Regions from separate parts of the Rattus norvegicus genome. Here region 1 is linked to region 2. Evidence: chromatin contacts called from public Hi-C data. All regions are on one chromosome and are shown on one strand. The core of a region is the stretch at or near the end of the contact, and the rest is flanking DNA. Distances in the headings are between cores, read along the strand shown.

What was found. A called contact is a pair of places that touch in the nucleus more often than the background predicts.
Region 1: a Hi-C map of the A7r5 cell line shows a contact between it and region 2, with 2.9 times the contacts expected there. The contact joins two enhancer-like sites. A contact is called at or near these places in 2 of 12 Hi-C or Micro-C datasets (the A7r5 cell line and hepatocytes).

What each region holds. Positions count from the first base shown.
Region 1 is chr4:46,866,352-46,873,788 of GRCr8, reverse strand. No RefSeq gene overlaps it. Among named protein-coding and RNA genes, the nearest start is that of Capza2, 74 kb to the left of the region's middle. Within about 2 kb of position 3,383, at least 4 of the 93 cell types and tissues checked have an H3K27ac peak or open chromatin away from gene starts, as enhancers often do. A contact at or near this core is called in the A7r5 cell line, where this site is marked.
Region 2 is chr4:46,679,843-46,686,486 of GRCr8, reverse strand. LOC102550745 (a long non-coding RNA gene) reads right to left here. Exons shown (of 4, transcript XR_005503477.2): 3 at 4,427-4,790. Among named protein-coding and RNA genes, the nearest start is that of Cav1, 77 kb to the right of the region's middle. Within about 2 kb of position 2,491, at least 4 of the 93 cell types and tissues checked have an H3K27ac peak or open chromatin away from gene starts, as enhancers often do. A contact at or near this core is called in the A7r5 cell line, where this site is marked.

The sequences.
Region 1 (7,437 bases), core at 2,134-4,633, 190 kb before region 2:
TGATGGCAGAAGTTTCAAGTTAAGACAAAATCAGATGGGGTGTGCTTGCACCGCAGGGACAGCTGGCGTCAAGGAAAGTGACCGCTACAGCCAACCATCCATCTTGCACACACTCAGTCCACCCTAGTTGGTGACGTCATCACCTGTGCGCTGCACTGTTGCAACAATCCCTCACAGAACTGTAAGGGGGCAGCGGATTATACCTCAGTTTACCAATCTTTCGAAACTTTTAAGCAGTTTGAAACTTCCATGGCGAAAGAGAACATGCATTTTAGGAAAGTTTTAGCACTTTGTAAACTTTCAGAAGTGAGCTTATTCTGTTTGGGCAAAATAGAAACAAGCAAGTCTGTTTTATGAGGACTTTAAGTATTTAAGTACTTAAGTAAGTCATATGAAGAGTACTAGTCTGCAGGGGTGCTTAACTGGCAAGCCCCTAGAGCAGCCATTCTCAACCTGTGGGTCGCGACCCCTTCACAGATATCCTGCATATCAGATATTTACACCACGAATCATAACAGCGGCAAAATTACAGTTATATAGCAATGAAAGAATTTTATGGTTGGGGGCCACCATGACCTGAGGAACTGTATTAAAGGGTGGCGGCATTAGGAAGGTTGCTCTAAAGGGCAGGGATAATTGCTCTTATCCTAACTTTTGCATATGGTTCATATCCTGAGTGGATACTTTGGGTCGGAGTTCAAAGTCACCAAGGTTTAGAGAAACCTCTGCTGTGTTGAGCTCCCGTTGATTCATACGTAGTTGAAGGATGGGCTGGCACATCTGGTTTCATCTGGGCCCCTTCCCAGGGTGGAACATTTCTGGATTACCATACAAAGAGTTTCAGCAGGAGTCACTCTGGAGAGCTAGGCTGGAAGGAGGGAGACAGTGGTCAAAGGCTATTTTCTGTCCTCTTTATAGCATTTGGCCCAGTTGTTGCTGTTGTTGTTGTTATTATTGTTTTACCATGAAGATCTATTTCATAATACAAACAAACAAACAAACAAACAAACAAACACAAACAGCACAAAAGACTGAGGCAGAAAATTTAGGGCTGGGTTTTGAAGCAGGCAGGTGATGTAATCAGGTGTATGATTTTGACAGCTGTTTTTTTTTTTTTTTTGTCTTTTGGGGTTTTTTTGCTTTTTGTTTTGTTTTGTTTTGTTTTGTTTTGTTAGTTAAAAGGAGAAGATAAAACACAGTGGGCAGAATCGAGGGGTCGACCACTGTAATAATCTTGGACTTCTGAACCAAGTACAACTAGAAGGCATATTGTAAAGCTCATACATAGTATCCACATTGTCCTCATATCAACGTGTTTAAGATAAAAACCCATCCAACTATAGACATTTCATATGCTTACCATAGAGGGACTTATGTTTTTCTTTTTTTCTTTTTTTTTTGGTTCTTTTTTTCGGAGCTGGGGACCGAACCCAGGGCCTTGCGCTTCCTAGGCAAGCGCTCTACCACTGAGCTAAATCCCCAACCTCGACTTATGTTTTTCTTAACAGTTTATTTATTTATTTTTTTTATTTTTTTATTTTTTAGTGAACTATTGACTTTATTGGCATAACTTACAGGAACATGGATGACTCAGTGAAAGATGTGTCACTAAATAGCATTCTCCATCATTAATAGCAATGAGGGCTCACAAAGCTACACCCTTGAAACTTGTTTGCAGCTCCCCGAGTCATAAATGTCAGCTTTCCAAGACTTGTAAGGTTTACTTCCTGAGTCACACGAGCCTCTTCTCCTTATAGAAATGGATGCTTCAATTCAGAGGAAGTGGAAGTTAACAGAGCTGTGTTCCCTCCCTGCCTAAGAAGCTCGTGCAGCAAAGCTACAGACAATAGGATTCAATCTAGGACCTGAAGTCACAATCAGAACAATATCTTAGCCATCAAACAAAAATCAATGAAATTTGGTTTTGTATTAATCATGTTTTTTAAACAGGCAAAATAAAATACGTTATTATTTGAAGCTCTAGAAGAGATACATTTTGCTTTTATGTGAGCTTTAAGTGAAAATCTCAATTTTAATGCTCATTATAAGAACTGCATCTGAAAAAATAAAGTACTTTATCTGTTTGTTAACAGTTTATTTTAAATATTCCATAAATACTCATATCCACAGAGTAAAATGATGGGACAGATGTATAAAAGACAGTAACTTGTAAAGCATATGTATTTTCTGAATCACAGATTAATAATAATAATAATAATTAAAAAACCACAGTGTGACACATGCTGCTTTGGCTTACTCCCCCCCACCCCTATGAATCAACCAGTCCTGATTTTTTTTTTTTACTTTCCATCATTTTAAGCATTCATTTACTAAACTAACAGCATTTCATTAAGCGAGACTAATCCCTGAGAGCATTACCTTAGCCCATTAGCTTCCAGACAGGGCATTTCCTGGGATGAGATCATTATTCTTATTACTATTTATTCTGTTATTTTATTCTGTTTATATATTAAGTTCATCTTAGAGAAAATATCTGCATTGCTAGTTCTAACAATGGACATTTTCTTTCTGAAACATTTGGGTCAGCGATTTGATGCTTCTTCACCCAGGTGTTCCCAGAGACCCCCGTGGCTACCACAGAGGCTCTTACTCTTACGGCATAACAAATTAGAAACAGCTCTGCAGAAAGCTGGCACTGTGATATCTGGGTAGTTTTTCTTTACTGCGACTTCTGAAATTATCTCTGAGGATCATGTGACTGAAGTTGGGTTTCTTGGGGGCCGGTTTCACAAAGGTCCCTCGTTGGGTGTTTCTCCTTTACCACTGAGGAGTATGGTGGCTGTTTAGTCACGGTCGTGACGGAGAGAAGGCTTGACTTTAATGGAAGAAGCAGATGTGAAGGTAAGGACTTGGGCTGGCGGAGGGCACATGGCTACTTCCCCGCACCCGGCATCAGAGACAGAGCTAGAGACGCAGCCCAGGGGTGGGACTCCGAGATGCCATGTGCTGAGCCTCAGATTTGATTCTGAACACTGAAAAAATAAGGAAAGAGAATAGAGTAAGCAAAACGAAAACTAAAACAAATTAAGATAAAATAAGAGACAGACAGCAGACAGGCATAAAACCACTGAAAAAATTAGGAGAAACCACAGAAAGGTAGATGAAATATGGTACTAAAGAATTCCAGTCTGCCCAATAAAAATAGGAACTGATATTATGGCTCCTGGACCATAACCGAGGAACACAAATGGTTTGGGGGTAAAAACAATTCTGACATGTTTGGATGCCAAAAATTTTTTTGAGTTGATCTCTTTTGGCCTGGTAAGATTTTATGCATTTTTATAGTTCCAGCCAAGTGGTCTAAGGATTACTGGATGTGTCTGCCAGCCTGGAGCTCTGTGTTAGCACGAAGAATGTTCTCGTCTCACAGTGAACAAGTAAACGAATGAAGACAAAGGACTGCTTCCCACAGAAGGGATGGAAATTAATCGTCATCTAAGTCTTGAGCTGGTGCTCCAAAACAATGTGGGATTATTATTTATTTAAAATTGAAATTTCTGTTTATTCATGATGAAACATGGCCATTTTCTTCTCATTTTACTTCTTCAGTGCCACCTGAATAGCATTTGAAACTTAGTTTAGCTGGTCCTTTCACTGATAGCCTCTTCCTCTCTCTGTCTCTCCTTGTCTCTCCTTGTCTCTCTGACACTCACTCTCTCTCTCTCTCTCTCTCTCTCTCTCTCTCTCTCTCTCTGTGTGTGCGTGTGTCTGTCTCTCTGTCTTTCTTTCTGTGTGTCACTGTCTGTCTCTGTCTTTCTTTCTGTGTGTCACTGTCTGTCTCTGTCTTTCTTTCTGTGTGTCACTGTCTCTGTGTGTGTGTCTCTGTCTCTGTCTATCTCTGTCTCTCTGTCTCTCTGTCTTTGTCTCTCTCTATGTATCTCTGTCTCTCTGTGTGTCTCTGTATCTGTCTCTCTGTCTCTCTCTGTCTTTCTGTCTCTGTCTCTGTGTCTGTCTTTCTGTCTCTGTCTCTCTGTCTCTCTGTCTCTCTGTCTCTCTGTCTGTCTGTCTGTCTCTCTCTCTCTCTCTCACACACACACACACACACACACACACACACACACACACACACAAAGTGGTGAATGTCTCTGTAAGCATCCACATGTGCTAGTTGGAGGTTAGATGTTGGCATTAGGCCTCTTCCTTTACCCCTCTCTGCCTTGTTTTATTTGAGGCAGTCTATTACTGAGCCCCCAGAACTTACCTATTAACTAGATTGGTTGACTATAGAGCCCCAGGATCCTCCCATCTCCAACCCCCCCCCAAGCTGGAATTACAAATATGCATTGTTAAGCCTAGGCATTATGCTTTTTTATTTTTTCAAGAATTCCATACGTTAATACTGTATTTGTATAACTATACTACTCCCTCCCCTCACTCCCTTTTACATTTATGACCTCTTCTGTAACTATTGTCTGACACACACGCACACACACATGCACACATGCACGCATGCACGCACACACAAACTACCCAGTCCATTTACTGCTGCTTGTATGTACAAGTGTTTAGGACTGGCCATTCGGATTAGATAAACTCTTGGGGAATCCAAGGCCTTTTTAAAACATGGGTGCTAGAGATTTGAACTCAGGTCCTCAGGCTTATGCAGTTAGCACTTCATCCACTGATCTCTCTCTAGACCCCCTATTCCTTATTTTTTTAAACCACAGCAATAATAAAGGATGAAGAGATATTGTTTAGATATTAATTATGCATACTATTATATAGATCATACGAGACAGTGGAAAAGGGAATACTGGGGTGGAACAGTTCAAGGGTACACGTGAGGAGTGGGATAGGGAGAAGGGGGAAAGGAGAGGAAGCAGGGGAGGTTTCAACCTAAGCTATACAGGAAAATGTTATAAGGGAACCTGCTACTTTGTATGGTAATCCAAAAATAAAATACATTATTATAAATAAGTAAAATGAAAAAGGTAATTCGCATGAGCCTTCTGAATCCACATTTTTTAACAATAAGAAAAACACATTCACCGGAATAATTTTTAAAGCATCCAGTGAAGGAAAGAGAGTGAGGGCAGACAGTCCTTCCATTTCAAGCATTTGTTCAGTATTTGCCTTGAAGCCAACACAGCTCTAGCTGGTTGACAGGGCAGTCAGCCCGGCTAATGATGGGTTTTCATTACCATAGGTATGCTTTTGCAATTTTCCTAGATTTCTGTTCCAGGGTCACATGGTAAGTCAATAGTAGTTATAAACCTCTCAGCGTTGTGATCAATACCCTTTGGCTGATGTAATCTAGACCTTTGCCGTGATTTACAACAAAGGACAGTTTGGGCAGCCTCTGTTTTATTACCTTCAATTCACCAACTGAAATATTTCACTGGCTATGACTGAAGTTCTTTCCATTTTTGTGATAGATAGGGAATTAAGATAGTCCAGAAGAAAAAGGTCAGGTTTGACGAGGGAAACCAGCAGTAGGTGTTGTTTCCTCTGAGGCACAATGCCCTCATGCCTTTCTGTGTCACAGCATTATCTCACGTGCCAGACAGAGTCGTGTCTGTGTAGCTCCCTGTGTGTAGTCATCTGGATGGAGAAGGATGCCCATGAAGTATTCCTTAGCTTCTCAGCACATGATGTGCATCAGAACAACCCAGGGCATAAGTTACTCTGCCGGAACCGGAATAGTCAGTAACTACTCACTTGAGCGAAATAAAAATATTAACAATCTTTAAGCTGTGGGGGCTGTGACTCTATCATTGGCCCTCAAGCGAAATTCCTAGAATTTTATATGAATTGTTATTTTCCATGTCTTTTGTGGATCCCAGGTCTGAAGATTAAACAAGAGAAAAAGGAAACCAGCCATTGTCAGAGTGGCAGGGAGTAGTGGGAGCTTCAGAGAAACATGGTGGGCTGGTGTCCTTCAGGCGTCCTGCCCTGGAACAAAAGTGCCACCACCTGGACACTGTTTTGTCACGCTCTCCATTTGCACACTCACTTTCCCATCTGTATGCTCAAGGATGAGAAAGAATCAGATGAAGGTTCGCAGGTAAACATCTGTAAGGTCCTTTCAGAGCAATCACAGGCTACCCTTTATGTGGGCTTTTGTTGTCCAAGACTAAAGATCACAGTAATATTCCAGTTACTCAGCAGCAGTGGAAATCAGCTGTTTTGAACTCTCATTTTCAGTCCTGAAACACTCTTGTGAGTTAAGAAGGACCAGTCTATTTGACAGCTGAGGAACTGAGTTTAGGGAAGAAGTTCAGTTCATGGCTAAGTCAGAGCTTGGTCTTATTGTCCAAGAGCCTACCATTTTTGTATTAACTGTGATGCTTCTTGAAAGACATTTTATGGATCTATGAAAAGCCAAGGTGTATTATTCCTATTGTTCCCTAGTTAAGTACTTGCTGTCTATCTTATCCATTGAATTCTTTAGAGTAAGGACAGGTTTACATCCTCATTACCTAACAGCACCCGACATAGAAGCTGCCTGAGAAGTATTTGTTAACCTAAGTGACAGTCAATTTCTTTGCTATCATATTACTCTTATGTTTTGAAATAAATTGGGAAGGTGTCATCATCTGAACACTTGGTATATCTTTATTTACCATGAATAGAATCTTCCTTAAAGGTCAAAGAGTAAAAATATGATTGGTGTTTGGATCATGAGATGAAAATATATTTCCACAATTAAATAGTCAGAACATCAAACAAAGCTATGCAAAATGTCTTAGTTTTCCTTTTCTATTTCTCTCTCTCTCTCTCTCTCTCTCTCTCTCTCTCTCTCTCTCCCTCTCCCTCTCCCTCTCCCTCTCCCTCCACCCCCTCTTGTGTGCCCGTGCATGTTTTGCATATGTGTGTGTGTACTTTGGTAAGGCATGTGTGCATGTGGAGGCCTGTGGTTGATGTAGGGTAGCATCCATTAATCGCTCTCTATCTTCGTTCAGGGTTTCTATTCCTGTGATAAAGCATCATTTCCAAAGTTAGCTTGGGGAGGAACTTACAGCTACAAGTTGCAGTCCATCATCAATGGACTAGGGTAGGATCTCAAGCAGGGTAAGAACCTGGAGGCAGAAGAAGCAGAAGCCATGGAGGAGTGTTGCAGACTGGTTTGCTCATGGCTTAATCAGTTTGGGCTCCTTTGCCTCCTCCATCTCCTGCTCTTCCTGCTCCTCTTCTTTTTTCTCTCCCGTTTTTCTTTTCTTCTTCTTGTTCATTTTCATCAACTTTTTATTGATTTTTTGTGAATTCATTTTATGTACCCCAATCACACTCATATCCCAGTCCCTCCACCCTTGCGACCTTCTCCCCAAAAGAAAAGTATCTCGATCTAGAAGCTACAATGTTTCACAGTGTGTCACACAGTAAATCCTTTCCCCAAAGAGCTTTACTTGCAAATGTTCATTGCAGTGAGTCATTGGTTTGGTCTGAGGCCTCTGGCTTCTGCTCTACTATCAATAC
Region 2 (6,644 bases), core at 1,242-3,741:
GTGAACAGTTCTTACTTTAGAAAGAAGCAGGAGTGAGGTTCAGCAGCTTACCAGCAAGGCTGCAACCCGAGGCTAAGCTCAGGAAAGAACAAAACTGACTGATTCCCAAAAGTTGACCTCTAACCATCACTTGAACACTGTGACATAAACAGGTGCCTACACATCCACACATGCAGGCACACGTTCATACATGCAGGTACATATTTACACATGCAGACACACATTAACACATGCAGGCATATATCCACTGATGCAGGCACACATGCACACATGCAGGCACACATGCACACATGCAGGCACACATGCACACATGCAGGCACACATGCACACATGCAGGCACACATGCACACATGCAGGCACATGTTCACACATGCAGACACATGTTCACACATGCAGGCACACATCCATACATGCAGACACACATCCATACATGCAGACACACATTCACATATTCAGACAGATATTCACACCTGCAGGCACACATCCATACATGCAGACAGACATTCCTACATGCTGACACATTCACACCTGAAGGCATACATTCACACATGCAGACACATGTTCACACATGCAGGCACACATCCATACATGCAGACACACATTCACATATTCAGACAGATATTCACACCTGCAGACACACATCCACACATGCAGGCAGACATTCCTACATGCTGACACACTCACACATGCAGACACACATCCACACATGCAGGCAGACATTCCTACATGCTGACACACTCACACATGCAGACACACATCCACACATGCAGGCACACACCTCTAGGCTGTGGATCCTGAACTGTTTAAGAGTGAGAGAGCAAGCAGGCCTGCATTCATTGCTCATCTTTCCTGATAACCTTGTGACAGGTTCATCTCCCACAAGCTCATGTCACTGTCACTTCACTGCTATGACGAACTGTCACCTGATTATGAGCTAAAATAAACACTTTCTCTCCTAAGTCAGGATATTTTATCACAACATCAGGAAGGGAAACCAAGATACCAAAGATCTAAAGAACCTTTCTGCTGGGGTCCTCCAAACTCTTCATACCACCAATATCTCCTCCCTCAACACACAAGCTGGCATCCTGGAAAATTAGATTAGTGCGAATGCCAAAGAAAAGTATATTGACTACTGTAAGATACAATGCTTGCCAAATAGGATATTTGGAAAGGTTCATAGTGAAGATTCTCAGCCATGTGCATTGCTGAGTCTCTCTCTCTCTCTCTCTCTCTCTCTCTCTCTCTCTCTCTCTCTCTGTATGTGCATTATGTGCATGTGTATGTGTGTGTGCATGTGTGTGAGTCTGTGCCTGTCTCTCTGTCTGTGTCTCTATCTCTTTGTCTGTGTCTCTATCTCTCTGTCTCTCTATGTCTCTGTCTCTGTGTCTGTGTCTCTGTGTCTGTGTCTCTTTGTCTCTCTCTCTGTGTCTCTCTCTCTGTCTCTCTGTCTCTCTGTCTCTCTGTCTCTCTCTCTCTCTCTCTCTCTCTCTCTCTCTCTCTCTGTATACAATATGCTTCCATTCTTCATCCAGAATTCCACCGAACTGAGCTTCTCTTGACTCTGAGTGGTGCCTATTAATCTCTGTTACTTACATTCTCATTTTTCTGACTGATGTTTCTCTGTATAAGAACATTTAGTAGAAGAAAGAATGAAAATGTAGGCAGTGGGGGAGTGATGGGCAAATGCATAAAATAGATGGGAGAATAAGGAAAAACACAGAGCGAATCATTAAGATGAAGAATTTATGTAGCACAATTTGTCATGAATTGTACTGACCAATAAAGAAAATGAAAAGTTTGTGGATTAATATCGTAAACCCATACCCTGAATTAGAAGCTGGCAGATCGATGCTGAGAGCCGGCGAATACACTCGGTAATTAGTAGGAAGAATAAAGAAGTGAGCTAGTTAATCAGCTCTAGAATGTACTTTGGTTCAATCTTGCATTCTGACCAAACAGTTTCAAACTAGTTGTCATTTACTTCTAAATTGCTGGTATAGGGAGTTTGCTGTAAATAGAAGTACTAATTGTGCAGCTTGGAGCCAAGCACACACTCTGCATGTGATGTATATTCGTCTCTTGCTGTACAGTTCTGCCAACCAACCTGCTCCTGCTGTTCCCATTCCTTCCTTTCTTGGACACAGCATACCATTTACTGAGCTTTCAGTGTGTGTGTGTGTGTGTGTGTGTGTGTGTGTGTGTGTGTGTGTGTGTGTATGTGTGTGTACTGTGTGAATAGAGTCTTATAAATGAATAATAGCATGAGCGCGCCTAACTCCCTTTCATTTGTTCCTGGGCCTTCAAATCTCATTTCCTCAAACAGGGAAGCTGACTCTGCGAGCCTAATGAGCCACTTAAGTCCTATTTCATTATTTTATATATAGGCTTTGTTTCTCTTCAGTTTCATGATTTCCCATAAAAAGTATAAATGGATTAGTCATCACACTGCTCTGTGGTTCCACCTCTCCCGAGCTGCTCCTCATCTCTGAGTCACTGAGCTATAACCAAGAGAAGCCTTTATGTTAATTTGATGGAATTGATGATAATCTGGGCCTGGCGAGTGAGGTCTCAGGTTGGGGTAGGACCGAAAGCTCTGCAGAAACTGAAAGGGCAGCATTGTCACCTAATGCATGGGTGTTTCCTGGAAACCTCTGGAATGTGAGTTGAGGCACAGAAGGAATTGGGAGGACATGATATACACACACACACACACACACACACACACACAGAAACACAGACACAGACACAGACACAGACACAGACACAGACACAGACACACACACACACACACACCCCAAATACTAGTTTGTAAGAAGCGATGTAGCATTCTCTTTCCTGTAACTCCAGCTTACTAAGGGTAGTTGTATAACATGAATTAATTGCAGCCTGTGAAGGATGAGCTAGTGGACAGGTGCAGGTAACACCTATGTCTGGATGAAGGTGAGGGAGAGCACCTCTGTCCTATTCTTCCACCAAGGCAACAGCCAAACCGACGAAATCGATGGTGCATTCATTGCTTTTAATCCCAAATGCTTTTATTTTATTGCAATATGCAGCATTCATCACCTAGACAGTCAGCTTCTCAGGAGAGCCGTCTTGAAAGTCAGACCAAGCTTACAAGTCTCAGCTCTCCGCCATTAGACCCGAGTGTTGTATGGGATCTGAGACACAAGGAAACATGACCCCTCCGAGGTCTCTCATCTTTTTGAAAAAAATTGTCTTATGTGCTTGGATGTTTTGCCTGGATGCATCTGTCTGTGCGTGCCTGGGGCCCATAGAGGCCAGAAGAAGGTGTTAGATTCCCTGGAACCGGAGTTACAGACGGTCACAAACTATTACTTGAGTTCTAGGATCAAAGCCTGGATCCTCTGGAAGAATAGCAATCGCTCTTAGATACTGAGCCGTCTTTCTGCATCAAGCTATTTTCTTTCCCGTTATCCATGCATTCTCCTTCATACAAATTAGCTACAGAATTAACATTGCTGTGTTCATAAACTCGAGTCTCTGACATTACCTTCACCATCTAGATTGCTTTTTCCCCCTTAGTTAACTCAGATTCACAGAGAAAGTCCTAACAAAGGATGCTGTGTAAGCACAAAGGGTTGCAAGACGCCATATTGCTGCTGTGTCCTCTGTTACTGTTGGTGATGGGCTTCTTGCTCACGAGTAAGGAGTGCGCCATCAGTGAAGGATTCAGCTACTGCCAGTTGCTCATCAAACCTAGATGATGTGATCATCTCTCCCACATGTTCAGGAGAAAGCAATGTGGCCTTATATACAATTTTCTTTTCTGATTGGGACGGCTTAGGTAATGCTATTTTTACGTTCTATCTCCATTCTATTAAAAGAAAGACAATAAGGAGTGTGGTAAGATCAGAAGAACTGAAAACCTCACTCCATTACTCAAGCTTGTATATACTCTGGGTGTGACTCATGACTGGGCACAGGAGGGACAGAGAGCATCTCACTGGACACGTGACCAATTATTAACAGCTCTCTAGTTAGGTTTTCTATTGACTTAAGGTGCTTAAAAATGTCAAAGTTGCAAGATAGAAGTACTGTTTTTCTTTTCTTTTTTAAAGGATGATTAGGGGCGTTTTGTAACTCTGAAATTAAACATTAATTCCAAAAGATATTCATTTCCCCCTAGCCACACAAAGGCACTTTTGTGACCAATGTGTGCAGTTTCAGCAGGATCACGTCATCCCTAGAGAAATGCCTTCAGAGGAGTGTCTGTCTCGGGCACCTCTCACTTAGTAGCATTATTTTTACATAGATGCTCTTACATTTATATTATGCATTAATTAACAGCTCATACTTTAAGAAGAGAATAGTTAATTTTTATACCTTTTTACTTTCCTTCAAAGATTATAAATATTTTAAATCACCTACTGAATTTAATAATGCAATTTAATATCCTTACCTGAGTATAGTTCCTCCATTTCTGTCCATTAGCTTTGTAATGTGTGATATATCTTTTGATCGATACAATGTACTTATATGTACAAATGGGAAAGAGTTTTTCTCCTTGTTCGGTTAACACTTATGGGGACGACACACCCCTTCTCTGCTCATTTAAATATTCTCTTTTGGTTCCTTCTTTTTTCTTCCCTTTTGAAATCCTTTTACCCATATCCAGGAAAGACATAGGCACTAGAATCACAGCAACAACTAGGCATAGAGTCTCATGAAATCCTTTTCCCGTGGTGGAATGACATTGCCAAGAACTTGTAAGATTAGTAATCTAGTAATATCAGAATAAGACCAACAACACGATGTATGAATCCCTAAATAAACAAAAAAAAAAATAAGGAAGGAAGAAAACACAAAGAAATCTGATAATATCAGCTTCCAAAATTGATTGTGAAATCTTTACCCCTCCATGGTAAATCACATCACAAAGAGACGATTAAATACCAGATTAAATTAAACTGTTGTGAATTTAGGAAGAACCAAGGGAGGCTGAGTATTCCTGTCTCGTGGTCAATGCATTTCCTTTTTGAGATAGATTTTAGGGAAGCCAAGCTGTGAGGGTAGCAGATTGCATAGTGAGCACCAGGCAGGAAAACATGGAAAATGAGGAACAGATTATGCAGTGATCTTCCCAGGCAGCGAGGGCGAGTCCTCCTCCACTTGGTGAGGGCGAGTCCTCCTCCACTTGGTGAGGGCGAGTCCTCCTCCACTTGGTGAGGGCGAGTCCTCCTCCACTTGGTGAGGGCGAGTCCTCCTGTTCCTTTCCCTCTTGGGTTGCATTGGAGCTCGGCTGTGTACTGCCACTATTAACCTCTTTGAGACGTTTATCTCTTTCCACTGCCTGATTCCCATCATGCCAACCACTTGGATCCCTTCACACCTTGTGCCCACCCTCATTGTTCCTTGTGAATGGTTTTTCTGCAGGAAATAATTATATCAGAACAGATATGGAAATCCTTCTAGCCTCTGCGTTCTGAGCGGCAGATTGCATGAAAGTTAATTAGTTTAATTTATGGAAGTCTGTTTTGCATTCTTAAGCTTGTGGTTTCAAAGGAAATAATACTTGCTATATGACAACCCTCTTCTTTCTTTGGGCCATCCTGCACGTGGCATTATTGAAGGACCTTCAGAGATAACATTTTAGGGGTAGATAGCTGCCTCACGTGGCTGCAAGCTCTTATACAAGTATTCACAGCAATTGGGTTTGGGGTGTTCCATCAATAAAATAGAGAATAAGATTTTCGAGTGAATGGGTAGCATGGCTTATTGCCGAGGTCTCACTTGTCACCCTCTTTGTTCTCTGTTGTCATTTGTTCTCTTAGAAACCATAGCTGATATCTTACTAGCAGTTTTTAAACAAAAAACAATGTTTTTGTGGTATTTGAGTGTGTGTGTGTGTGTGTGTGTGTGTGTGTGTGTGTGTGTGTATGTGTGTGTTCTTGTGCTTGCTTGTGTGTACAACTATTTGAAGGCCCTGTGCTCTGCCTTACTTTCTTGGACCTGGGGCTCCGTTGGAAGTCATCAGGTCCCTGTGATTCTCTGCTGAAAAAGCCACACTGTTGGGGTTACAGGGATGTATGGTCCCAGGTGGCTTTTCTGTGGATGCCGAGGATTTGGATTCCGGTTCTCAAGTTTACCCAGCATGTGCTCTTTCCCTCTAAGTCATCATCTCAGCCCCTCTCGGAATGTTCCTCTCAGAATCTTCTCACACTCCAAAGTTTCTTCTCCGGAATGGGACAGTGTTAGACAGTGAGTGGGTTAAAGACTGCAACTAGGGCTCACAGCGGTTGGTTACTTAAGTTGCTAATTGGTTCCTACTCTATGTGCACAGGGCTCACTTTTAGCGGCAATGGAACATGGATGAGGACAGCAGGTATTCAAGGAAGCTGGAGGTTCTGAGGCAGGGGTTTTCATTAGTGTTCAGGTGGAGAGTCTTCAGTCTCAGATCTCATGTGAATGAGTACGTGTGCATGCGTGTGTGTGTGTGTGTGTGCGTGTGTGTGTGTTTGATATGTATGTATGTATGTATTTGTTTGTGTATGTGTGTGCTCATACACAAATCACAAATGTGCTCATACACATATGTGTGCAAACCAGAGGTTAATGCTGAGTGTGCACTTGAATTGTTGTGCCCTTACTACTTGAAGTAGGATCTCTCATTGAACCAG